Regions from separate parts of the Mus musculus genome. Here all the other regions are linked to region 1. The links are chromatin contacts, called in public HiChIP or PLAC-seq and promoter capture Hi-C maps. All regions are on one chromosome and are shown on one strand. The core of a region is the stretch at or near the end of the contact, and the rest is flanking DNA. Distances in the headings are between cores, read along the strand shown. Region 1 holds the start of Ccnb2 (cyclin B2). Region 2 holds the start of Gtf2a2 (general transcription factor II A, 2). Region 3 holds the start of Gcnt3 (glucosaminyl (N-acetyl) transferase 3, mucin type). Region 4 has its middle 13 kb from the start of Gm39369. Region 5 overlaps Adam10 (a disintegrin and metallopeptidase domain 10). Region 6 overlaps Fam81a (family with sequence similarity 81, member A). Region 7 holds the start of Fam81a (family with sequence similarity 81, member A).

Region 1 (3,465 bases), core at 350-2,849:
AGTTAATGATAGCCCAGCTGTTTAAAACTCCATGTTTCAGACTTCACACCAGCTTGGGTTATAACGCCAACCAAAGAATAAGAAATAGCACTTCCAAGGAAAGCCCTTCAGAAACAGCTTCCTATAGCATAGACTCAAATTAAGGACATTCCCAATGACAACAGGATGGGGAAGTCATTTTACCTCTCAAGTATTGGGAGAGTCAGACTTGAATGAAAACGAAAAAAAAAAAAAATAGTGTTACTTGAAATTAATTGCCTTCATCTTGAATACAGTTAAGAAACAAGGCTTGCTATTCATACCCCAAAGTTTACAGTGTGGTACAATAACAAGTATTCCATGAGAAAAAAATATTTAACTTTCTGAGTGTTGGGGGAGGGGGGGAACTAATCCTACAAAACAAACAAAAAAACCTCTCCAAAGGTTGGGGTTTTTTTGTTTTTTTTTAAGATGACCTGTGTAGGATAGACCAGATAAACTGTACCCCATCCCTACACAAGACTTTAACTGTTAAATAATTTGAAAGAACAAATTAGACAAAAATTAACTTGTTAGTGGCAGTTAGAGCTACAAGACATGAACCCTGACTGTATGTTCCTCATTGTTTAGGATTCTGATCCCCAAATCTAAGCTGTTCGGTCTTTACTGCTAGCTTCCCACGGCTAAATTCAAAATGAGTTTGAAAGTTCAATTTCTTATGAGTTAAAGCCTGGTAATGAGGGGTACCCCTGAATTCACTGGGAAGAGGAATTGGAGGCTTTTAACTAGCCAGGACAATGGCAGCAGCTGTGTCGGGGGCCCTCTTGTTTTCAACTAAAGTAGACCGACCCTAGTACAATTAAAGCCTAAAAGTCAGTAATACTTTCATTCTCAAAAAGGTAATTAAAGGAATTTGGCCTTTTGCCCAACTGTCTGCCATCCTAGGATCCAAGTTTTGTACGTTTCCTCTTACACTTGGGTGTTTTTGTTTTTTGTTTTTTGCTTTTTTCGAGACAGGGTTTCTTTGAATAGCCCTGGCTGTCCTGGAACTCACTCTGTAGACCAGGCTGGCCTCGAACTCAGAAATCCGCCTGCCTCTGCCTCCCAAGTGCTGGGATTAAAGGCGTGCACCACCACCGCCCAGCACTTAGGTGGGTATTTGTTTTCATTTTGTTATTTCTGTTTTTTTTTTTTTTTAAGAGGACAAAACCACACTTTAATGACCTTGGCCAGGAAGGCAGTATGAAGACGCGAATGGGAAGCTCACACGAAGCAAACTGAAAAATGTGAAAAGTAGAGAAATGGCACTGGGCGGCTTCCCGGTTCCTCCCGGTCCTCATCCCCAGCGCAGCACAGCCCTGAGTGGTAACAGGAATGAAGACCCCAGGCCGGGCCTCTGGACCGCTTTAGCTCTGCCAGGGCCTCTCCGGCAGCCTCCCGGGCTACCCGGCAGGACAGGGCACCGTAGCCCCGGCGCACTCACCGTCGGGCGTCGGAGCAGCGCCATGAGGGCCGCCCTGGCAAGTGCGGACGAGGCACAGCCACTCCGGTCTGCGACACCGTTGGGAGGGTCAGGGCCCCGCCGCTCCGCGTCCACCGCCCGGTCCGCGATTCAAATACCGCGCCGCTGACGCACTATTGGGTAGACGCACGCAGGGCGCGCGCAACCCATTGGCTAGACTGGAAGGCCTTTCTGCACGTTGATTGGCTGGCTTGTATTTGCTTGTCATAGCAACCAGCGAGGCCACCAGGCTTTGTTGTTTCCTTGTCTACAGTCTTATTTTCAAATTCTAGTCCCTGATATTAAATAAAATAATTTTTCCTCCTACTGGAAAAGATTGTCTTAATTTTAGGGGTAGGAGTGGGGAGCCATCACCTAAGGACATATGTCTTTAAAAGTTTGTTCTGGGTTAGGTAGAAGTGGGTTCCAGAGAACTTCCTGGAAATGCTACTTCTGACCTTACTTCCTCTTCCGGAAACGTCTACCTGGGAATTTGGATTGGAATGGTCTGGCAAATGAAGCCATCGTCTCCAGGTCGTTCAGGGCTACAAGATGATTGTGACTCGGATGTGTACTGTATGTGGTCTTCCTAAAACAGATCCCCAGCAGAGTCATAATTCAAACTAGACGTGATTTGTGTGACTTCCAGCACAATACAGTAGAACTCAGAAACTATTTGTCAAATGACGGTGTGATGTGCACAAGATTTCAAAAGAAAAATAATGAGTATCCCAAGTTGTGAACAGTGAGAGACAAGACAGAAAACAAAAACAAAAACAAAAAACAAAACCAGAATATTACCCTGGGGAAAAGACTAGGTAACAACACAGAAAATGGTGCAGTGCCAGCAGAACGACTTGAGATCAGGCTACCCCATCAGTCTTGTTCAAGTCCCTTCTATTGGGAAATAATAAATGCTCCCTCCCCCTTCGCCCAAATCTGACATTTCCAATCTGAGTCTAAAGGAAGAACCAGTGTTGTCCAACACTCCCACCTGAAAAGACAAGGTGGCAGTACTACCCCTCGACCTAAATTACACATGGATATTGGAAACCAAAGGAGCAGAAATAACTATTTATATCCCATTAAGTTCTCTCAAGTACCTGCTAAAGGAAATGAAAGTTCTGTGGCTGCTGACTCTTGGTCCATCATCCTTACAATCACAGAGGTTACGCATAGCTTTCTCTTTCTTGGGAAGCTTTGGTTTGGATTGGGGAAGAAAATGTGCTCTGCAGTTTGTACTATTAGCACATGCTTGTAATAATTCCAGTTACTTGGGAGGCTAAGGCAGGAGGATTTTTTTTTTTCCTGAGACAGGGTTTCTTTGTATAGCCCTGGCAGTCCTGGAACTCACTCTGTAGACCAGGCTGGCCTTGAACTCAGAAATGGCAGGAGGACCTCTTAAACTCATGATTTCAGCACCAATTTGGCAACTCAGACCTATTCTCTAACTGAACTTTAACTTTAACAAAGCCATTGGCTGTACTTCAGGTTACTGTGGTGAATGGACTTCACAACATGGTCGCATGTGTTCTAGGCCGGTTTACAGCTTTCTATGTAGTTGAGGATGACCTTGAATTTTTTTTTAATACTTTAAAAAAAGATTTATTTATTTTATGTAATATGAGTACTGTCATCAGACACACCAGACAGACATTAGATTCCATTACAAATGATTGTAAGCCACCAGGTGGTTGCTGGGAATTGAACTGAGGACCTCTGGAAAAGGAATCAGTGCTCTTAACCCCTGAGCCATCTCTCCAGCCCGACCTTGAATTTCTAATCCTCCTGCCTCTACCTCCTGAGTGGGATTACAAGCTGCACTACAACTAGTATATTGCACTGTCAGAACCCAGGGCTTCCTGAGGCCAAGGGAGTCTACCATGAGCTGCATGGCTAGCCCCTGTGCTGAATCTAAAATGGCCAAATTGTATTGGTTTGGGATTCTTCTTCCATGCCCACTCATTTTAGCTACCCTTGATAGT
Region 2 (3,465 bases), core at 278-2,777, 410 kb before region 1:
AGTGAGACCTGCCCTGGGTTTGGGAGTGGGGGTATGAAAATTAGTTTTAAAAAAATGATAGAAGCTATTTCAGATAGTTGTCTTAAGATTTCCTACAACAATTGAAACTTGGAATTTGAAATTGTGTATTTGCATATCTAGTTTGACAAGAGAACTTGGTAGCTGTCAGTTACTCCATGGTACCTTTGTATATAGACTTCCAAAGGTTAATGTCCTAACAGCTACTTCATTGTTTACTCATGAGAACCCAGCTAGTAAATATTGATGTTCAGGGCTGCTGGCTTGCACAGTCCTTGGGGTTCTGTTCACATAGAACACAATTTGGAGTTCATCAAACACTGTTGCACTTTGATTCATACTTCCAAATGATTTTCATTGGACGCTCACATTCTGTCATTTAGACGGAATGCGCTTATTGTGCCCTTTCCACTGTTCTTAGATAATATTGTCATTTCAGTGAGAATTGAGACTGATTCTCTCTGCAGGATACACCTCTGGTTTTTGTCACTGAGAAGCCATTGATCTGCAAAGTATATCCTTTTCTCTTCCTTTGACTGGTTCCAAATACAGTGGTGTGTCTTCATCTGTTACACATGCTACTGCAGCATTAATGCATTTGAATAAATTAGTTGGAATATACATTCGTGCCTTGTTTTCATCTTTAATCGTTAACTTTTACACTGAATTTTCCGGTGAAGCCTTTCAAACATCGGGCCTTTACAATCCTGCAGTGTGGATGCTTCCGGTTCTTTTATTTATTTATTTATTTATTTTATTTATTTTTTTTTTTTTTTTTTTTTTTTTTTTTTTTTTTTTTTGGTTTTTCGAGACAGGGTTTCTCTGTGTAGTCCTGGCTGTCCGGGAACTCACCCTGTAGACCAGGCTGGCCTCGAACTCAGAAATCCACCTGCCTCTGCCTCCCGAGTGCTGGGATTAACTTAAAGGTGTGCGCCACTACACCCTGCTCTGGTTCTTTTAATTGATAACAAGTTCAGCCTGTTTACAATCTTAACACTATTTGAACTTTAATCAGATCTGTATTTCATAGTTTGGAAATTATTTAATGAGTTTGGGTTGCAAGGATATGATTTTAAAAGGCTAAAAAGGAAAACCTACAGCATGGCACAAAGGAGAACATGTTTCACTCTCAGACCTGGAGTGTTTGCATCCGAAGTCACAATTCATGTGCTCACTGGCCATCTGCAGTACCTATAGCTGCTGTTTTGAAAGCAGAAAACCAAGCACCCCCGCTAAAAAGAAAAGGGATGTGAAATTCTGGAAACTCAGAATATCCACGTATTTGCTTTTGTATCAGTCACGAAGTTTATACAGCAGACCTTCCAAATGAAAAAGATGAAAGACTCACAAACCCTGGTTTCCCTACACTGCAGTCCCACAAACTTTGACAAGCCAGACAGTCGCCCCATTGCCTTTTGCTTCCCGAGCGCCAGCAGGAGAGACCACGCCCCTTCTCGGAAACGGCGGTGGGGGCCGGCAGTGGCTCCTGTGGCGTCACCTCCGGGTCGCGTGAGCACTTCCGGGTCACTGGCACAGGGCTGCGGTTTCCGCGGCCGAGGAGGTGGTCGCAGCGGGCTCCCTACCTGGCTCTGCTACCGCCGTGGCGGAAGCGCCTTCCCTCAGGTAGGCGGCGGCGGGGCCGGGAGCGGGGAGGCCGCGGCGAGGCGGGCGGTACCGAGCGCTGTGCCCGCCGGAAGGCGACCCCAGACAGACGCAGCCGCGCGGGAGCAGCCGCCTTCCCGCTCTCCTCAGGCCGCGCTTAGGCGACCGGCGTCCCGCTCGGATGCCGGGCACACACGGCGCCTGCGCTCCAGCTCTGCAGTGAGGAGGGGATTCCGAAGTTCTGCAGTTGCCGCCACCTTTAAAGATTGGAGATGGCCGAGCCAGCTCGTTTCAGCAGACGTCGAAGTCGCTGTTAGCTCTTTTCCAAATAATGCTTAGATGTCAAATGGAGCGTGCCATGGCTCCCCTGTCCTATTTTAAAGTTTATGTCTCTCTGACCTTTTTCTCCCCTTCTCCATACACACGTACTGACTGGCGTTTACTTTGAACGAGCTAAATGTTTTTGTTTGACACGCGTCGAGTATCCGGTACTGTTCTCAGCCCGCAGGTTACATCAAGTGAACAAAAATAAAGATCCATGCCCTCGTGGACTTTACATTTTATGCGGAAAGTTAACATAAGACCGTTAGGTAACTTGATGGCAGACGGTGCTATCAAAAAATTTTAGCGAGATGAAGGGTTTGGAGACGTTTCATAATGGATGTTGGAGTTCCTATGTGGTGGTCAGTTTAGGTGCAATTGAATGGAGCTATTGGAGTTGTGTGTTAGCCAAATTAATATCTGAGCAAGAACATTACAGGCAGAAAGAACAGCCATCGCAAAGGCAGTCCCACGCCTGTCATCCTCAGGGCAGTTGAGAGTGCAAAGGGAGGTGGAAAATAGATCAAACCAAACATAGAGGGTAGCCAGATCGTCAGGCCTGATAGAAGCTGATGGAAAATATGTTCTAGCCCATATTTTTAAAAGATAACCCCGCTGCAAATTATAAAGTGTGAGGGACAAGTGTAGAGTAAAGAAAATTTGAACACCATGAGTCAGTGGCCTGGCATTATAAAATAATCATGGGGATGTTGAGAAATGATTGGCTTCTGGATTCATTTTGAAAGTTGCCCTTCCAAGATTTGCTAGGAATTGGACCATCTTTATGGTTTATATGACTCTGAGGGCCCATAGAAGAGTCCTCTGCATTTGCTCTTAGCTGTAGGAGAAGTGTCTTAGCTATTTGATAATTGTTTCGATGTAGAGTAGAACATCCTGAATATGGGTACAAAGAGAGAAGTGAGGGAAGGCTACAAGTTTCAAAGTCATCAACACATAGATAGGATTTAACACCATAAGCTGAGATGGACTAACTAACAGGGAAAGCAGGTAATTCAGGAACTGGAAGTCAGAGCTGAGAAAGAACTGTCAAAGGAAACAGGAAATACAGTAGTTCCATGAGCTGGAACCGGAAAACAACAGATCACAGAATGTTCTGTTGGATCAGTTGCTGACCAAGTGTAATCTGAAGATGGCAGGTCACTAGTTTTGCCAAATCTCGTTATACTCCTTCCTGTAGCTGAGCTCCTTAGGATTCAGGAAGATTTTTTTGTTTTGTTTTATTGTTTTGGGTTTGGTGGTTGTTGTTGTTATATTTATTTATTTTTATTTTATGTGCATTTGTGTTTTGCCTGCATGTATGTCTGTGTGAGGTGTCAGATCCCCTGAAACTGAAGTTACAGATGGTTTCTAACTGCCGTTTGGGTTCTTGGAATCAAACCTGGGTCCTCTGGAAGAGCTGCCAGTGCTCTTAACTGTTGAGCCACCTCTCCAGCCTCACCAAGTCTTATCTGATAATGATTGTTTGAATAGATCTCCCCCTGTCCATCTCTGGACTATAAGTAC
Region 3 (3,465 bases), core at 502-3,001, 380 kb before region 1:
TCTCTCCATTCCGCCTGTGAATTAGCCTGGTGCTTATCCCACAAACCACACCTAGTTTTTAAATACAACACAAGGTCTTGAATACCACCAAAGAAACCAGATTTACAGGGGAAGAAAATCCACTCCTTCCACCACCACCACCACCACCCCCAAAAAATAACTTAAAAGTATAACACATTCTTCCAACAGGTTCTTTTCTTCTGGCTCATCTCTTTGGGAACATAAAATTATATCCTTTTCAGTAGTAACTCTTAGGGATAAGATTTTAAAAGGAGGAAAATGAAGAAATCTCTCACCTTTGGTACCTTCTTGGCTGCTTAGGAGAGCTTTCTCCAACGCCGTGAGTGATGTGGAGTGAAGGTTAAGGTTGGTTGTGTTGAGGTGCAAATTAACAGTACAACCTTTGCCTTCGTACCTCCCAGATAGATAAGGTGCTCCTGTTCACCAGCCATCCAAGGAGCTCACCCAGGCTCCTGTTAGACCTATGCAAAGGAGAGAGCAGCAGGTGGCTCTGTCACTCACCTTTTGACTTCCTGTTCTCAGAGGAGGGAGTGAACTTAAGCAAACCATTCAGGATTGTAGTCTCAAGCACTAGTCATTCTGGGAGGCGAAGGAGACAGGAACAATGCTGGCCACATCTGAGAAAGCAGTAAAGCATTTCAATCAAGAGCCCAGTTTCTGCCTAGACTCTCCTGCCCTTACACCACTCACTAGGAGCTCCCAGCGTTCGTGCAAGCCTTTTCCTCCCCCACCCAATACACAGCTATCACAGTTATAGCCTGTCGCCTTTTGTTTGGGAGTAAAAATGTCACTCTTTGTGCTCCTGGGACATCTCAGGAGGCAGAGATAACATAAATACCCAAGGATTGATTCATTCTCTCTCTCTCTCTCTCTCTCTCTCTCTCTCTCTCTCTCGCAAACCAGTTCATCCTTGAAAGCAATCACTGCTGAGTCAAGAGGAAAAAAATTAAAAGATACAAAGGAAGAAAAGAGGCAAATTCCCTTGTTTTCAAGAGATATGACCCTACACATACAAGACCTGAAACTCCACTAGAAGACTTAGATCTAGTAAACACCCTTCTCCAAGGAGGAAAATACAAAATCAACAACTTACTGTGAAAATGTCAGGAAGCCAGTACCAATCATAACAGCCTCAAAACTGAACAAATCCAACTAAGACTAAAGCTTAGTTAGCCAAAGACATTAACAATCCGGAGGATGAAAAGGAAGAATTGGCTGGGCATAGTGGTGATGGAGCCTTTAATCCCAGAACTCAGGAGACAGAGGCTGTCGGGTTTCTATGAGTCTCAAGGCCAGCATGGGCTACATAGTGAGTTCCAGGTAGCCAAGGCTACATAGTGAGACCTTGTCTCAAAAAGACAAATGAAAGAAAGTATGAAGCACTATATATATGCTATCATTTCGGCACCAACGTATGCAAAGGAGTACAGTAAAGAAGCTGCGGATGTGAAAGCTCCATGGTATGGTTAAGGGGAAGGTTTTTTTATGAGAAGGGGGTGGGGAGAGAGAATTTAGAGTCCATAGCAGAGAGAAAAGAAAGGACATGGCCACAAGAGAGAAAATATCCAGATACATCTGGAAGAGTTCAGAGCAGAAAGTAAGAGTTTGGACTTACTGCCAGGGCTGTTATGTTGCATTGCCTGGAGGAGCCAAGGGAAAGACTTTGTCCCTTATAAAGAGGATGAGCACCTGGGAAAGTGAGAAGAGCTAGGGTACTAGTCTGAAATGTCTAACAAATAGGAACTGAGAGATCCTGGAGGCCAGCATGGACTTTGGTATGCAGCCTCGGGTCTATGTGATTGGCGTCATAGGCTCCTTCTGCCAGAGGTAAGGGAAACAGCTCCTTTTGACAGATTGGAACCTGCTTCTCAAGTTTCTGAAGAATGTTAACTTTTATCTAGAAATTCTCCTGTAGTCTAGCTCGAGCGCATATGGACAGCCTGACGTTTAAATACGGACTGTCTGAGACCAAACACTAAAGAAAGAAAGACACTTAAAAATGGAAAGGCTTCACGAGTTGTGCAGAATATTGAGAAAATTGCCATTTAGAAAAGTGACCTACAAATTCTTTGGAGTCTTCATCTAAATCTGAATGGAATTCTAAAGAGAAATAGGGAGGGGAAACTCTAAATATTATATGGAAACACAAAAGACCAAAAGAATCCCAAAGTGAGGAATAAAAATACAGGCACTAGAAGTATCAAAATACCTGACTTCAAAGTATACTACAGAGACATTGTCACAAAAACAGTATGCTCCTAAAAACAGACAGTGGTACAAAGGAACAGAAGACTTAGAATAAATCTACATTGAGTACAGTGTGATGGGCACGTCTTTAATCACAGCACACAGGAGGCACAGGCAAGTGGGCCGGCTTGGTCTACAAAACAAGTTTCAGTACAGCCAGGGCTACATAGAGGGACCCTGTCTCAAAGCAAAAAAAAAAAAAAAAAAAAATCTACATGGAAACTGTCGTCAGATTTTTAATAAAGAATGGCCAAAAATATGCATTGTAGAAGAAAGCCTCATTCACAGTGGTACTGGGAAGCTGAGACTAGATCATTATTTCCCATCCCCTGGTACAAAAACCAACTCAAAACAGGTAAGAAACCTTCATGGAAGAACTGAAACGTCCAGAGAAAAACAAAGGGGCAATACCTCAAGATTTTAGAAATGAGACCAAGAATTGACAGACAGGTTTAAAAGGCTTCTGCATAGGGGCTAGAACAGTGGCTCAGTGGCTAAGAGCCACTTTCTACTCCTTGAAGAGGACCAGAGTTTTGTTTGGTTTCCAACACCCACAGCTACCTGAAACTCCAGATCCAGAGGACTCAGCGCCCTCTTCTGGCCTCCACGGTAACCTACACTCACATGGCTTACACACATACAAGCACACACATACACACATAATAAAAACAAATCTTAAAAAAATTCAACAATAAATAATCCAATCAACATGTGGGCAAAGAACTTAACAATTTTCCAGTTAAGAAACACAAATATCTAGTAAATACATGAGAAAATGTACCCAATCCTTAGCCATCAGTGGAATGCAAATCACTGAGATTCGATCTTAACTCCAGTCAGCACATCTAGAAAAAGAAAACCCAGCAAAAGTTGGTAGGGTTGGTGAACCCTTGTGCACTGATATAGTGGGAATGTAAATTAGTCCAGCAGCTGTGGAAATCAGTATGCAGATTCCTCAAAAGAAAAAAATAAAAATGGAACTATGTGACCCAGCTATGCCATTTCTGAGTATACAACTGGAGGTACCATAGTCAGCTTACCATGGAGACACTTGCAGACTCATGTTTATTGTAGCACAACTTACAACAGCCAAGTTAAGGAATCCGCCTACATGCCCATCAATAGATGAACAGAAAAAGCAGGCTCATAAAGTCAGGTACAGCATGTTTACTCTCCTGTGGACTCTGGCATGGGGAG
Region 4 (3,465 bases), core at 592-3,091, 350 kb before region 1:
AAAAAAAACAATTATTTAAAAAGAACTTTCTCCCAGTCATATGGTATAGTACAAAAAGAGAACTTTGAATATTCTGAATATTTTACTTCAAATTTTTTGAAGTTCATTTATTTTATGTGTATGTGTGTTTTTCTACATATGTGTACTAGATGTGTTCCTGGTGACCTTGGAGCTAAGGAATGGGCATCAGATCCCCTGGAGCAGGAGTTACAGATCTCCGGGAACGACCTTATAAGTCCTGGCAACTGAACTTGGGTCCCTGCAAAATCAACAAGCGCTATTAACTGCCAAGCCATCTCCCCAGCCCCTCTGAGGATTTTTTACTCATTGAGTAAAACTAAGTCATTCCCAGGCATGGCCAACCTTTGACCTATGGCCACATAGGGCCAAGGTGAATGAAACCCATCACAAAATTGCAAGCTTGCTTAAATATTATGAGGGTGGTTTTTTTTTTTACCATTTCTTTTAAATCTTTAACTATCTATCTATCTATCTATCTATCTATCTATTTATTTATTTATGGGGGCATGTGTGTCATGGAACACGTGTGAAGGTCAGAGGACAACATGCAAGAGTAGAGTCTCTCCTTCCATCATGTGGGTCCTGGGTATCAAATTCTTGTCATCAGACTTTATCAGCTGAGCTCATTGGCTGCTGCTGCTGCTTCCTCCTCCTCTTCTTTCCCCTCTTCTTCCTCTTCCTCTTGTTCTTCCTTCTCCTCTTCATCTTCTCTGTCCCCTGGCCATTTCTCCCACACCAGCATCTCCTTCCTCAAACTCTTTGTACTCACCTGTGTTCTAGTGGCACATCGGATCTGGATGTCTGTACTATGTGTGTGTGTGTCTCTGTCTCTCACTCTGTGTGTGTGTGTGTGTGTGTGTGTGTGTGTGTGTGTGAGAGAGAGAGGGGGGGGGAGGGAGGGAGAGAGGGGGAAGAGAGAGAGAAAAAGAGAGACAGAAAGAGAGACAGAAACAGAGACAGAGACAGAGACAGAGAGAAAGAGAGACAGAGACATAGACAGAGAGAGAGTTTGCAGGACCCAGAGATTGAAATCAGGTTATCAAGCTCTGCAGAAAGAACTCTTGCTGGCCCCTAAATGTTCTTTTCCAGTGATGGAAATGGCACACTCCTTACTTGTCACTTTCCTAAGCTCTCCCCTGGCTGATCGCCTTATAGTCCGCCTTCTTTCCCTGTCAACTTTTGTTTATTCCCTGCCTCCTCCCAGTACACACGAACAGGTTTGTTTCATTTTTATTTGTTTTTGCCTTTCACTGATGTAGTCCCAGTGCCTGGATCAGAGTGTATCACAGAGTGGGTGTTTTACAAGCATTTCTTGACTGAATTCTGGCCACAGGACCTCATGGTTAGCAAGGGGTGGAATTTGTTAAAGTAGTTTACCTAGCTACCTGCCCAAAGGAAAGACAAGACATAAGTGAACAATCCGGAGAGAGGTTTTCAAATTTGGAGGTGTCTAGGGGGTTGGGGAAGGGGGAGAATAAAGTTCATACAATTTTATTTGATAAAATTAGGAAGAAAAGCAGCGAGGAAATAGAATCATTTGCTGAAGCAGACAAGTGTTTCTGGGCAAGCCTTTATCACAACGAAGCTACTCATGTTGGCAAGGGCCCGCAGCTGTCAAGGTCAACCCCAAATGTCAGCACCCAGGAGGAAAATGAGGAAAGACTCATGTAGCCAGCACACACGGAATCAATAGAGGCATTAGAATAAACACAGATATATAGATGACAAGACAGGCAAGATTAAATATTTACCCTGTGCCTGAGATAAATGTGTTGGCAGAACACCGAGGCTAGGGAGACATTGGATAATTTGCTGTGTCAATGGGGCCAGATGGGGCCAGATGGGAAGCGGTGGCTGCCTCTCCTCTGACATTGTCACTGTTCCCTCATCCTTGGCCTCAGAATAACTTCCCAGCTTACAGCAATGTCTTCCCAGCTCGTGGCTGAGCATGTGATTATGTGTGTTCTGACTAAGTATGTATCTTCTAGGGATTGCACTATCAGGGCCTACGGGAATCATGGTCAGGCCATTTCATTACCGGAATGACACAGTCCATGGGTCATGTTGGGTAAGGAATTATTAAGAAAAGGACCATAGACACTCCCCATCAATTAAATAAGAGAAGTTAAATGGCTTCCTGCATGCTGGGTACATACATAGCACTCGTGGTCCACTGGCTCCCTGTGGGGAAGGGTTTTTGTTGCCTGACCTTTTCTGCAGGAAATAAAGCTCAGACAGAGGAGCTGCCACGTCCTCGTTTCTCATCATGTGACCCCACCTTCCTATTGCCTCCTCCATAGCCTCTCCCCATCTCCCTCTCTTAGATCACAATAGTGTCTTAACCTGTTTCTACTTCTATTCTGTTTCCAGGGACAATCACATGGAACACCTTTGAGTTAAAGGGTGTTTATTTTAAAAAAAAATTTTTTTTTCTTTCTTCTGGAGTCTTAGCCAGTCAGTATTCATCCAGTTTATCATTTTACCCTTATTTTTGTTAAGGCCTGAATGGAAATGTTAAGGCCTAGGTAACTGTTCCCTGGCTAGCCTGCCATTTTGTGCTATTACTAATATTATAAACAAACTTTCTTATAGGTTGTTTCTGCTGTTACTAGGAAACTTTCTCATGCCCAAGTTGATTGCATACTCTGTTATGTTCTGTGCCCTTGGAAACTAATCATGATAGAAGTCAGCAGAACTGCTTTGTATAGGTACCCTCAATAAGCTTTGACCCATACATACATCTAGTGGTACTTCCTGCATCTCTGTATACACTTTTATGGTATTTGCCTTCCTGGGCTGCCACTGAGATGGACCCCAACATGAGAGACACATACATCTACTTAGAATAAGACTTCCATTTTAGCCAGGGATCGGTTAAAGTTTAAGTTCCCAAGACCTCCCTGGGAACTAACATCATACTTAGCAGAAAGAAACATGTACATGGATGTACTGGCTAGTTTTGTGTCAACTTGACACCGCTGGAGTTATCACAGTGAAAGGAGCTTCAGTTGAGGAAATGCCTCCATGAGATCCAACTGTAAGGCATTTTCTCAATTAGTGATCAAGGGGGAAAGGCCCCTTGTGGGTGGGACCATCTCTGGGCTGGTAGTCTTGGGTTCTATAAGAGAGCAGGCTGAGCAAGCCAGAGGAAGCAAGCCAGTAAAGAACATCCCTTCATGGCCTCTGTTTCAGCTCCTACTTTCTGACCTGTTTGAGTTCCAGTCCTGACTTCCTTGGTGGTGAACAGCAGTATGGAAGTATAAGCTGAATAAACCCTTTCCTCCTCAATTTGTTTCTTGGTCATGATGTTTGTGCAGGAATAGAAACCCTGACTAAGACAATGGATAACTCACATCCTGATTGGCAAGTTGCAACAAAAATATTAAACAAGGCAAGTTCCCACACAGTTAAATACCCCAACAAATGGGAACAGGATAAATATAC
Region 5 (3,465 bases), core at 487-2,986, 340 kb after region 1:
AAACCTAACTCTTTACGAACAAACAACTTGGGTACTTAGCTTAGAAAGTAGTTTTTCTTAATTTCTTTTTTAACTAGAGTTGTAGTATACTCATGAAACCTGAGTCCTTTTTGACATCCAGTCAGGATAGTCCATTGTGTGTATGTGTGTCGGAGGTGTTTTTTTTTTTTTTATTCCTTTCTTTGCCAGTTTTGTTCCTGTATCTGCTGTAGCAAATAATAAGCATTCTTTGTTTACCGTCCATTCTTCCTTTTACGGCTGTTGGTGAGATCTGTTACACCATTCCTGAGAGATTAAGACTAGGCAGGTAGGTCACAATTAGCTATTTTTAAGAATGTAACTCCTTGCCAAGTTAGGGACAATGTTTATTCCGTCTGTATCAGTTTGTATATTTTAGCACTTCCATGTATAACAAGCTACTCATTAGAAGGCAATATTCAATGCCTTCTAACATAGCTACTGTTTCTTTGATCACATTAACAGCCATTCAGTATTGGAACTTTTCTTTCTGTTTCTCAATTTGAATGATGAGATTGTTGCTAGTACCATACTTAATAAAAAACCAAATTGTAAGGAGCAGAAGCATAAAGCAAGGTAATATACAGAGCAAGTAGTTTCCAGAGGCTGAATCTAGGCTCAGGAGAAAAGCAGGGCAGTATCAGGAAGAGTAGGATGTGAGACATCTGATGAGGAAATGTAAAATCAGAGTGACTTGGTATTATTGTTTGTTCGTAAAGAGTTAGGTTTTTGGGTATTCAAACTAAGGTCAAGTTAAATACAACTGCTATTCTAATGTCCAACATTTTTTCCCTTTAGAATAATGAATACCTTAATTACTTGAGGACATTTTGAGGTTTCTTTCGGGTGTGTGTTGTGTGTGTATTGAGGGTATTTTGTGTGTGGTACATGCACCTGAGTATTCACCTTTGTATGTACACACACAGATGTCAGAGAAGGATGTTGAATGTCTTCTTCTTACTTACTCTTGGGACAATTAGCCTTGAGTGATGCTCTCTGAACCAGAAGCTTTGGGCTCGACGAGTCATCTAATGAGCTCTTGGTATCTGTCTCTGAATTCTAGTGATGAGGTTGTTGCAAAAAAAGCACAGTCATGTCTGGCTTTAAATTTTTTTCTTAAAATTGTTATTACATTTTGTGTGTGTATGTGTGTGTGTGTTCATGTTCATTTGTATGCCACAGCCTGTGAGTGGAGGTCAGAGGACAACTACTTGCATTTGGGTCCTGGGATCAAATTGAAGTTGTCAAGCTTGGTGACATCTTGTACCACTGAGCCATCTTTCTGCTCCTGGGCCTGGATTTATGTGGGTCCTGGAGTTTTGAACAGAGGTCCACTTGCATATACATCAAGTGTTCTTCCCCATGAAGCCATCTAACAAACCCTGGCGTTGTTGTTTTAGTGCATATGTGCGAGGAAAGCAGGTGCTTCCTTAGCCCAGCTTTGAAAGTGTTTTTCCTTTATGAAGATTCAGGGAGCTCTTGCTTTGGTCTTTCTTATGCCTCTGGTACCTGGATAAATTACCAGAATCCAAACCACGTCTGTGCAGGTGCTCATATACAGAACTCTGTCTCCTGTAAAGCAATGTTTTGATCCCATGCCTTGGGTTTTCTTAGTCTTATTTTAAAGTAAAACTTGTGTTTGACTCCAATCAGCATTTTGCGTGGCTGTCTTTTGCGCCAACTCACAAGGAAGTGTCACTGCCTTGAGTTCTTACTCTGCCTTCCTCAGCACTGGTCTTGGGTTTCATTTTCACTTCTGCCTTCCTGAACCAGTTTGAACATGTACTTACCATGCATTTTAATGAATGTGAATCCATATTATTACGGCCACCCATAAAAGCTTCTTCTTAGTAATCTCTATGACGATGTATGTTCAGTTCTAGTCCCTAATTACAAAGCTCTAAGTTTATGTTTAGACTTTCAGTTTTCCTCTGTGCTGCAACAGTGGCCCCATAGAGCAAGTGTTTATCCTAACTCTGATCCTAGACAGTTGTTAGATTCTTCTTCAAGGAAAGTATGTGACTTCTACTGTTCTTCTGATGAGAAAGTTCCACATAAGCAGGTGACTGGGCAATTTTACTTCCTACTAATGTAACACCATATTCTGTTTGGCAGCATGATTCTGGAACAGAGTGTACTCCAGGAGAGTCTAAGAACTTAGGACAAAAAGAAAATGGCAATTACATCATGTATGCAAGAGCAACATCTGGGGACAAACTTAACAACAACAAATTTTCACTCTGCAGCATTAGAAACATAAGCCAAGTGCTTGAGAAGAAGAGGAACAACTGTTTTGTTGGTATGTATATTTTCCAACATTTTAATTAACTTTTTCTTCTACATTTGTGCATGTGCACACAAGCCACAGCAGGTATGTGGAGGTCAGAGGACAATTTGATGGAGTCAGTTCTCCCCCTTCACCATGTGGTTCTGACAACTGAACGCAGCTTGTCAAGCTTGGTGGTAAGCACCTTTCCCCTGAGTCATCTTCCCAGCCCAAAATATTTATAGTCAAAAAATATGTAAGAGGCCACTCAGTTCCCGCCTGTGTTTTCCAGTTAACACTTTGCAAAAAGTATTTGCTTTATCAAATACTTAGGAATTCATTTGCCCCTTTGAAAGTAAGTATCAGATAGCAGAGTGTTTTACTTCTAAACGCTTTTAGCTTATATCTCATTAGCTAGAGTTCAATCTTGTTTGAGGTTCTTTTCTCTTCCCTCCTCCTTCTCTCCCTTCCTTCCTTTCTTTAATAGGTGAACTGCACAGTTTTATATATATATAATTTCATTCATAATACATACATGCCTTGCTGCATGTGTGACATTTGCACTTACTGTACAATGAGCAATTCCCCAAGCCTCTTATCCTCCCTTTCTGCACTGTCTCCTCTTGTTAGTTCCCTTGTTTCCTAGATAATTTTGCTTCTGCTTTCATGTCATATATCTGTGCATGGTTTTATGGATCTGTATAAACCCTATAAACAAGAAGACATCATGATACTTGTCTTTGTGACATTGGCTTGATTCATTTAAGGTGATTATCTCCAGTTGCATCTCTTTTCCTGCAGACAACAAATAATTTCATTCCTCATGTCTAAAACCAACTCCATCATGTATCTACTGCATGGGTGTGGTGTTGCACACCTTTAATCCTAAGAGTTGGGAGGCAGAGGCAGGTGGAAGGTTCTGATGTCAAGGCCAGCCTGGTCTATATAGCAGGCTCCAGGCCAGCCAGGGCCTACAGTTTTTTTAATTACAGGTGTTTTTGTTTTTTTTTTGTTTTTTTTTTTTTTTTTTGCGGGGGTGGGGGGGGTAATTGTGGATTTGCACACAGGGCAGTAGTAGGTACTCAGTACCATCACCCAGTGTCCCCATTGGTAATACTGTGCAGGCTGATAGCATCACAAGGGCCATGCTGTCATCAGGGCACACTCCCCACTCCTTGCTC
Region 6 (3,465 bases), core at 610-3,109, 330 kb before region 1:
CACATGTCATATGTAGAAAGGGGTGGGAACAAATCTTACAAATAAAATTTTGATTATGAAAAAGGTTTTGTTTTTTTTTTAAAAAAAGAAGCCATCTCCACCAAAGAAGAATTTCAAATTATTCTGTTTTTTTACTGATTTTTAAAATTAAGGGGTTTTATAATGTTATTTTTTTCCTTAGAAAGTTTTATCTGACAATTTATGAAAAAGTATAAAAATTATTCATTAAAAAAAGTTTTGATTGGGGCTGATGAGATGGCTCACTGAGTAAAGGCGCTTGCTGCCAAGCCTGAGGGCTTAAGTCCCGTTGCTGGGCCCCACAGAACTAACTCCACACGCATGTGCCGTGTGCATACAGCCAGCGATGCTGAAGAAGCTCTCAGACGTGCCTCACATGTACACGAACAGAGAGGAATCAGCAGGTAGCTAGCGCTGACGAAAATAAGAAAATGTCAGTCATGTGCGGGTTAACCATTTTTTGTTTGCTGTGTGTCATGGAGGCTCTTCATAGACTTGCAATTGAACTAGTACTTTAGGGCTGGGAGTATAGTTCCCTGGTAGCACGTGCTTGTCTAGCAACTGTGAGGTCCTGAGTTCAATTCCCACCGCTATAATAAGTAAATAAATGAATGAATTTGTTAAATTCTGCACAGCTACTTAGAATAGCAACTAGGAACATTTTGCTGATTTTTTTTTTTAAGCCAGCTCAGTCTCTGTTTCAGAGATTTCAGTGAATAGCTTTTTAGACAGACAAGCCACATGAGCTGCGTGGGGTCTGGCCTACCGGCATTAACCTCCGCTTTCATCTCCTTCATGTCCTCCGTCATCTGTAGCTCCAGCTTGCTGATCCGCCCGTGCACCTTCTCCTCGTCCGGCTTTCTCTGTCCTTCAGCATTCCTCTTCTGACTCTCTTCGATTTTGTCAAGCCTGGCCGACATCTGGCTGAGTTTCTTCTCTACGTCTCTTTCATTGGCTCCCTGAGGTCCAAGATAAGAATTGCACTTGGTTATTGCAAAAGAAGAGTGGTCACCTTGTCTCACATCAGCCAGAGGACTCAACCATCTGCAGGCACCAGAATCACAGTGGCTGGTTATCCATCCCGTATCCATTCTCAAAGGTCACCCAGAGTAAAAAAACAAAAACAAAAACAAAAACAAAAAAACTACATTTTATTCTGTCTCCTGAGTTTGGTGTGGCCATGTAATCTAACCAATGAAGTGTAAGAACAAGTGTATGTAGCTGCTTTCAGAAAAAGTTAAAGGACACTTGCTATATATCCTTAATTCTTTCCCCTTCCCTTCTGTCAATGGCTGTTCAGTCAATGCTGGAGTTCTATCAACCATCCTGAATCGTGGCGACAAGTGCTACTCTTGAGGATGGCAGAAATCTAACCTAAAAGGATTCTGAGTTATTGAAGACTGACAAGTTTTTAAGTCATTTGGGGTCCCGGAGAATGCAAACTTGGATGTGTTTCCGTGAGAGAGAAGGAAGCTTCCATCTTAGAAGAGCCACCAAATGGTCAAAAAAAAAAAAACCCAAATGGTCAGTCACAGGCTCAGAACTTCACAAACATGTCAGGGTGAGTCAAGGCACAGCAAAGGAGACAACTGGGGGGAGGGATTCAAAGTAGTACGGTCCACTAGGCCTACGCTTTGTGAAACTGCATCCACAGGTTCTAGTGGTCAAACGACGAGCATGAAGCCTTTCATCAGGTGTGATTTTGCAGCGTGACAGCAATCCTGTGATGGCACTGATGCAGAGCCTGCCACTCAACAAATGGCTCAGCATCAGGACCGAGCAGTCAGACAGGCAAACCACACTGGCCACTTCTGCTCAGCCCAAGCCCCACGGGAGGAAGCCGAAGCCGGACAAGGAAAGAGAACCCAACACAATTTGCCTTCCTAGCACTGGCTTCTAAGCCTACTGGCTTGAAGTGTGATAAATGCAAAGCTCTTTGAAGTTATTTTTTGGTAGCTCTGCAAAAATTAGTTCTTTGAGAGAGCCAGTGGAAGCAGAAGTAGACAGAAAAGGAAATAGTGTGTTCTGGTCTGACGTCCAAGCACACTCTAGTTACAGTGCATTGGAAGGGGCCCGGAGGGACAGAGAGCCACTCGACATTGGTGAAAACAAAAACTAAGTCACAACATTAAAAACAAAGAGAAAGGAGATCAGACGGCTTAGTGGTTAAGTGCACTGGTTGCTCTTCCACCAGACCGGGATTCATTTCCCAACACCCACATGGCAGCCCACAACTGTCTGCAACTCCAGGTCCAAAGAACACCACACCCAACACCCTCACCCAGGAGACATACATGCAGACAAAACAGCAATGCATACGAAATAAAAATAAATAAATCATTAATAAAACAGAAAAACAGATCAAGTAAGTAATTGTAGCTTTACTTAGAAATGTGTGATAGACAATCGGGATCATTTAAGTCAAGGTTGTGACTTAAAAGCGGTAGCTGAAAATTTTACTTTGTCTTTTGTTAACCAATATAAAAACAAAGCATTTCCTGTCTTTATGAATAATATGAAGAACAGGAAATGGGGGGCATGGCTGGGTGGCAAAGTTCAAAATTAACAGATACGACGGTTAGTGTTAATTGTAACAGAATTTAGAATCAACTGGGAGCCAAGCCCCTGGACACGACTGTGGGGAGTTATTTTTATTTGCTTGAGGTGGACAGACCCAGCCATTGTGGGTGGCACCATTCCCTGGTGGGGATCCTGAACTGTGTGAATGGGGAAGAGAACTGAGCACTGAGGCCTGTATTCACCGCTCTCATGGATACAGCACGACCAGCTGTGCTATGTTCCGGCTGCCTTAACTCCCCACTGAGAGGATGTGCGCCACAATCAGCCTTTTCTTCCTCAAGTTGCTTTTTTAAAAAAGATTTATTTATTTATCTTATGTATATGAGTACACTGTAGCTATCTTCAGACACATAAGATTCCATTATAGATGGATGTGAGCCACCTCGTGGTTGCTGGGGATTGAACTCAGGACCTCTGGAAGAGCAATCAGTGCTCTTAACTGCTGAGCCATCTCTCCAGCCCCTTAAGTTGCTTTTGTGAGTGTATTTTCCCATAGCAACAGGAAAAGAAACTGAGATAACAGGTATGAGAACCTGGGTTTGATGCTCAGAACAAAGGAAAGACGAGAAAGAGAGAAAAGGGGGACACGGGAGAGGAAGAAGGAAAGGAGGGAAGGGAAAAGAGAAGGAACATGGGGAATACCCAAGCAGCTTTGGGAGGCACCAAATAAATGTATGCTAAGTCCCTAGGTGTTGATCAGACATTGATCAACTGAATACCTATTATTGAAAAGCATCAACACTTACACTGTTTTCCTTAACAATCAAGGAGAGATGGTCTATTTTCTGCAGAAGTTCTTTCTCTATCCGCTCCTGTTCTTGTTGCAGCCAACTCCGTGCAGACAAAATCTGGTTGCTGAGCTCTTCA
Region 7 (3,465 bases), core at 621-3,120, 280 kb before region 1:
GCGATTTCTAATATGTAAACCATTAAAGATTTCTAAGCCCTCAGGTAGCTGAGCTGGCAAAAGCTTACTAACTGGAAACTTGGCTTCCCAGCTCACAGTTTTACAGAGAGAGTCAGATTTCCATGGATATCAAGAGTGTCCTTGGAACACAACGTCAGAGGCATCTCAACAGTCCAGTGATGGGAGTCATGGGGACCTGTTGTGGCCCCTTGGAGGAAAGGGAAGTTTATGGATGAAAAATGGCCTCTGTGTCATTTTTAGTTCCAGCCAGTGCTAAAATTAGAAAAAATACCACAGCCTGTAAGTCACCTCTACACACACACACACACACACACACACACACACACACACAAGCCAAGGTAGATACAATGTGCATTTCTTAATAAAGAACGTATTTACTCTCAGAAAGCTAATTCGTTAATTTTTTAATTACATTTATTCGTTTAGCTCCTGTGCCTTGTGTGGGTGTGGAGGTCAGAGAACAAGTTGTGGGGGTTGGATGATTCTCTCCTTTCACAATGTGGGTTCCAGAGATCAAACCCAGGTCCTCAAGTTTAATGGCAAAGACCTTTACCCCACCCCCACCCCCCACCGAGCCATCTTGCTAGCCCCCTAACCCCAAATCTCCAAAGAACAATGCAAATGTCTGGCCCTAGTTCTAAGTGATTCCCTCTGTAGATCCAAACCAGTTCAACATTATTTCTGTGAAATAACCTCTTAACAGCATACACAGACTTTAAGCTGAGTGCACGCATGCGCATGTCACACACACACACACACACACACACACACACACACACACACACACACAGCTTCTGCACATTGAAGAAATGACTCACTTAATTTGCCACTGCCTGCCACTACTGGGTTTTGATTTTACCTGTTCAGACACAAAGTTTCCTATCAGATCAACTACAGGAAAGAAGTATTTGGCAGCTTGGACCCTGATTGGGTTCAGGACTTAAGTGCACCGAAGGGATTTTAATCTATGCATTTTAAGGAGCCTTTCCGGACCCCAGACTGTTCCCTCCATAAAATGGTAACATTTCTTGCTACTTTGGGAGCCAGCTCATTGGAAACCCCTTGCGGAATAAATATGGTTAAGTCTTGCATCCCCAGAGGGTCCCTTCCTCAGCTCACAGTACCAGCAAAACAGCCTTGTGCTGCAACTGGAAAGAACCAGAGCCCTTCCTTTCAAAGGATGAAAACCAGAGAATCCGCGGGAGCAATGTGGCTAACCCACCCAAGGTCACTCAGCTCCAACTGTGAATGATAGACTTGCCCCTAGTCCTGGCAAACTCTGCACACCCTTGGCTCTCCTCAAACAGTCCCTCGGGGGCCTCTTCTGTCTGCTAGCTTGCAGCCCCCGCGAAGATGCAATGCCACTTGCGCTCTGCGCCTAACTTCAGCCCTGCGCGTCAGCATTCAGTTAACCCTCTCGCGTCCAGAGTGTCACGCGGGGCACACGAGGCTTCATCCCTCACCCCCTCTCCCCAGCACTATCCCATGCCTATCCATGGAGTGGTTGCTCCAAGGTCACATCGACGGTCCCTGCGGAAGCACCCGCCGCTTGAGTCTAGAGGATGCCCGGACATGTGGGGAGGGGAGACACCTCTGAAGACTCACCCGCGCGCGGATCTGGCGCGCCGAGGCTGCCCATGTCGTCGCCGGCGCTCTGGGTGCGGTGGCCGCGAGCGCGGGGCTTTGCGGGGCGAACCCGGCTGCGGGCCCGCGCTCCAATCAGCGCGCGCGCGGCCCGGCCCGGGGTTCGCGGCTCCCCCACCCTGGAAGGGCGCGAGCCGCCGCGCGCCTCCCAGAGCCTCTTCCGGGCGCGTTGCCTGGACGCGGTTGCCGTGGCAGCCCGAGCTGGAGGCTTTCCCCGCGCGCCCGCGCCCAGCCCGCCGGCGCCCCTCCTCCCACCGCGTTCCCACACTCAAAATAGCCTTTCCGCGGCGCCGCGGGTCCCCACCCAGTTCGCTGCAGGGAGTCAGCGGGCGGGGACTTGCTTACAAGAACCTCAGTCCCGTCGTAGGGCGCGTCGACTTGGAGGCAGAGGTAGGTGTAGGGAAGGATGCTTCAATGAGAGCCCAGCCTTCCAGGTCTCTATGTCATCAATCATTTTCCCGGGAATCCTAGCATCCCTTATGTACCAAGCCTGGTTCCCACAAAAATAGTTAACTGCTTTTCCCACCTCAAACTGGGGAGAAGTTAGGGGTGAGACCACAGTCCAGGAAACAGCTCCTTCCAGCGCCACACCTGCACAGGTGATGGAACCCTCCAGGCGACAAGTGTGTATGAGGGAATCACCAAGCCTCGCGCACAAGAGACAGGACCCCTGGGAAAATGCCCGTTTCTCCTCCCAGCCCTCTTCCTACCTTCTGCCTCGCTCCCAGGGAGTTCCAGCTTTGCTCTCCTTCCCATCAGTGCTGGATCCTCAGCAGGAATCACTCACAATTTTGCTTCCTCTCCGTAAGGTGGGGTTTAAGAAGAGTGGAGGATCCCACCTTTGCTCACCTCACTGCGTCTGGTTCATAGCTCTTACGTAGAGGCATGGGCTTACCCAGTGTAGGTGCTCCTGTCTGGCGGCTCTCCTCTGCCCCCAATTCAAAGGAAGCTAGGAAGAACGCAGGCTGTGCAGCCACTTGGGAAAGCTCTGGTCTTGGAATTCTCGATCCTGTAGTTATTTATGTGTCGTCTTGGGTGTTCTGTAATTAACTCGCCTGTAAAGTAATAACTCCCCAAAACACACACACACACACACACACACACACACACACACACACACACACACACACAGAGAGAGAGAGAGAGAGAGAGAGAGAGAGAGAGAGAGAGAGAGAGAAAGAGAGAGAGAGACTGCTAAGGTGAAATGGAGAAGATGAAGATGGAGAAGGCAGGGACTCTGCTCCCCTCCCGGCCATTGCAGCCTAACACATATTGATCAGATAGTTAGACGGGTATAAAAAAGACTGCTGACCAGAGGGCATGGCCTTAAGTCCTGTCTCACGGAGATCTCACCTAATAGTGTTCTTTAGTGTGTGATGGTTTATTTCTCTTTCTGTATCACTTGGTGCACAGCGTGTAAATACGGATGGGATCCAATCCCATGGCGAAAGGTTCTCTGAGAATTTCCACCATTTAAGATAAATTTGAGGGGGCGAGGAGATGGCTCAGTAGATAAGTGCTTGCCTTGCAAGTGTGAGGACCTGAATTTCATCCTCTCTGAATTTCATATATATATGTGTGTGTGTGTGCGTGTGCGTGTGCGTGTGCGTGTGTGTGTGTGTGTGTGTAGAGGGGGGAAGAGGGAGAGAGAGAGAGAGAGAGAGAGAGAGAGAGAGAGAACTCGTGTCGTGCACATATTCTCACACAGGCTCCCCACATGCACAAAATAAATAAACATGCCAGCCATGGGGATTTGGTGTTCACTTGTAATTCCAGAGCTGAGGAAGCAGAGACAGGCAG

The links. Promoter capture Hi-C pulls out the DNA fragments that hold promoters and counts their contacts. HiChIP or PLAC-seq counts read pairs in DNA pulled down with a chosen protein or histone mark.
Region 2: a promoter capture Hi-C map of embryonic stem cells shows a contact between it and region 1, with 4 times the contacts expected there. The contact joins the promoter of Gtf2a2 here to the promoter of Ccnb2 in region 1. A contact is called at or near these places in 24 of 39 promoter capture datasets (the 3T3-L1 cell line, 3T3-L1-derived adipocytes, the C10 cell line and 14 more), 8 of 484 Hi-C or Micro-C datasets (B cells, CD4 T cells, bone marrow-derived macrophages and 4 more), 13 of 115 datasets of contacts at active chromatin or transcription factors (the 230-238 cell line, the NIH/3T3 cell line, effector CD8 T cells and 9 more) and 2 of 9 other capture datasets (adipose tissue and liver).
Region 3: a promoter capture Hi-C map of embryonic stem cells shows a contact between it and region 1, with 4 times the contacts expected there. The contact joins the promoter of Gcnt3 here to the promoter of Ccnb2 in region 1. A contact is called at or near these places in 12 of 39 promoter capture datasets (the 3T3-L1 cell line, the SN4741 cell line, cranial neural crest and 6 more), 3 of 484 Hi-C or Micro-C datasets (group 2 innate lymphoid cells, nephron progenitors and pre-B cells) and 7 of 115 datasets of contacts at active chromatin or transcription factors (embryonic basal ganglia, embryonic stem cells, extraembryonic endoderm stem cells and 3 more).
Region 4: a FOXA1 HiChIP or PLAC-seq map of pancreatic cancer cells shows a contact between it and region 1. The contact joins the enhancer-like site here to the promoter of Ccnb2 in region 1. A contact is called at or near these places in 3 of 39 promoter capture datasets (the 3T3-L1 cell line, the SN4741 cell line and cranial neural crest), 10 of 115 datasets of contacts at active chromatin or transcription factors (the 230-238 cell line, embryonic basal ganglia, embryonic stem cells and 3 more) and 2 of 9 other capture datasets (liver and pancreatic islet).
Region 5: a promoter capture Hi-C map of pre-B cells shows a contact between it and region 1, with 2.2 times the contacts expected there. The contact joins the enhancer-like site here to the promoter of Ccnb2 in region 1. A contact is called at or near these places in 3 of 39 promoter capture datasets (the C10 cell line, liver and pre-B cells), 1 of 484 Hi-C or Micro-C datasets (CD4 T cells), 1 of 115 datasets of contacts at active chromatin or transcription factors (effector CD8 T cells) and 1 of 9 other capture datasets (liver).
Region 6: a promoter capture Hi-C map of pre-B cells shows a contact between it and region 1, with 2.8 times the contacts expected there. The contact joins the enhancer-like site here to the promoter of Ccnb2 in region 1. A contact is called at or near these places in 18 of 39 promoter capture datasets (the 3T3-L1 cell line, 3T3-L1-derived adipocytes, the C10 cell line and 11 more), 3 of 484 Hi-C or Micro-C datasets (bone marrow-derived macrophages, cortical neurons and neural stem cells), 16 of 115 datasets of contacts at active chromatin or transcription factors (the 230-238 cell line, embryonic basal ganglia, embryonic forebrain and 8 more) and 4 of 9 other capture datasets (adipose tissue, liver, macrophages and 1 more).
Region 7: a promoter capture Hi-C map of liver shows a contact between it and region 1, with 2.7 times the contacts expected there. The contact joins the promoter of Fam81a here to the promoter of Ccnb2 in region 1. A contact is called at or near these places in 16 of 39 promoter capture datasets (the 3T3-L1 cell line, 3T3-L1-derived adipocytes, HPC-7-derived erythroid cells and 8 more), 3 of 484 Hi-C or Micro-C datasets (bone marrow-derived macrophages and embryonic stem cells), 6 of 115 datasets of contacts at active chromatin or transcription factors (embryonic basal ganglia, embryonic hindbrain, epiblast stem cells and 3 more) and 3 of 9 other capture datasets (adipose tissue, embryonic stem cells and pancreatic islet).

The regions. Positions count from the first base shown.
Region 1 is chr9:70,419,955-70,423,419 of GRCm38.p6, forward strand. It overlaps Ccnb2 (cyclin B2), which reads right to left and starts at 1,600. Exons shown (of 9, transcript NM_007630.2): 1 at 1,463-1,600. The coding sequence starts at 1,486.
Region 2 is chr9:70,011,021-70,014,485 of GRCm38.p6, forward strand. It overlaps Gtf2a2 (general transcription factor II A, 2), which reads left to right and starts at 1,528. Exons shown (of 5, transcript NM_001039519.2): 1 at 1,528-1,641. Bnip2 (BCL2/adenovirus E1B interacting protein 2) reads left to right here. Exons shown (of 11, transcript NM_016787.4): 11 at 1-639.
Region 3 is chr9:70,036,337-70,039,801 of GRCm38.p6, forward strand. It overlaps Gcnt3 (glucosaminyl (N-acetyl) transferase 3, mucin type), which reads right to left and starts at 1,752. Exons shown (of 3, transcript NM_028087.2): 1 at 1,637-1,752; 2 at 297-638.
Region 4 is chr9:70,068,375-70,071,839 of GRCm38.p6, forward strand. No RefSeq gene overlaps it. Among named protein-coding and RNA genes, the nearest start is that of Gm39369, 13 kb to the right of the region's middle. Within about 2 kb of position 1,842, at least 25 of the 459 cell types and tissues checked have an H3K27ac peak or open chromatin away from gene starts, as enhancers often do. A contact at or near this core is called in liver, pancreatic cancer cells and pancreatic islet, where this site is marked.
Region 5 is chr9:70,759,450-70,762,914 of GRCm38.p6, forward strand. It overlaps Adam10 (a disintegrin and metallopeptidase domain 10), which reads left to right. Exons shown (of 16, transcript NM_007399.4): 10 at 2,134-2,317. Among named protein-coding and RNA genes, the nearest start is that of Adam10, 82 kb to the left of the region's middle. Within about 2 kb of position 1,737, at least 106 of the 459 cell types and tissues checked have an H3K27ac peak or open chromatin away from gene starts, as enhancers often do. A contact at or near this core is called in liver and pre-B cells, where this site is marked.
Region 6 is chr9:70,092,707-70,096,171 of GRCm38.p6, forward strand. It overlaps Fam81a (family with sequence similarity 81, member A), which reads right to left. Exons shown (of 9, transcript NM_029784.2): 7 at 3,345-3,465; 8 at 785-977. Among named protein-coding and RNA genes, the nearest start is that of Gm39369, 11 kb to the left of the region's middle. Within about 2 kb of position 1,860, at least 21 of the 459 cell types and tissues checked have an H3K27ac peak or open chromatin away from gene starts, as enhancers often do. A contact at or near this core is called in the 230-238 cell line and pre-B cells, where this site is marked.
Region 7 is chr9:70,139,687-70,143,151 of GRCm38.p6, forward strand. It overlaps Fam81a (family with sequence similarity 81, member A), which reads right to left and starts at 1,871. Exons shown (of 9, transcript NM_029784.2): 1 at 1,627-1,871.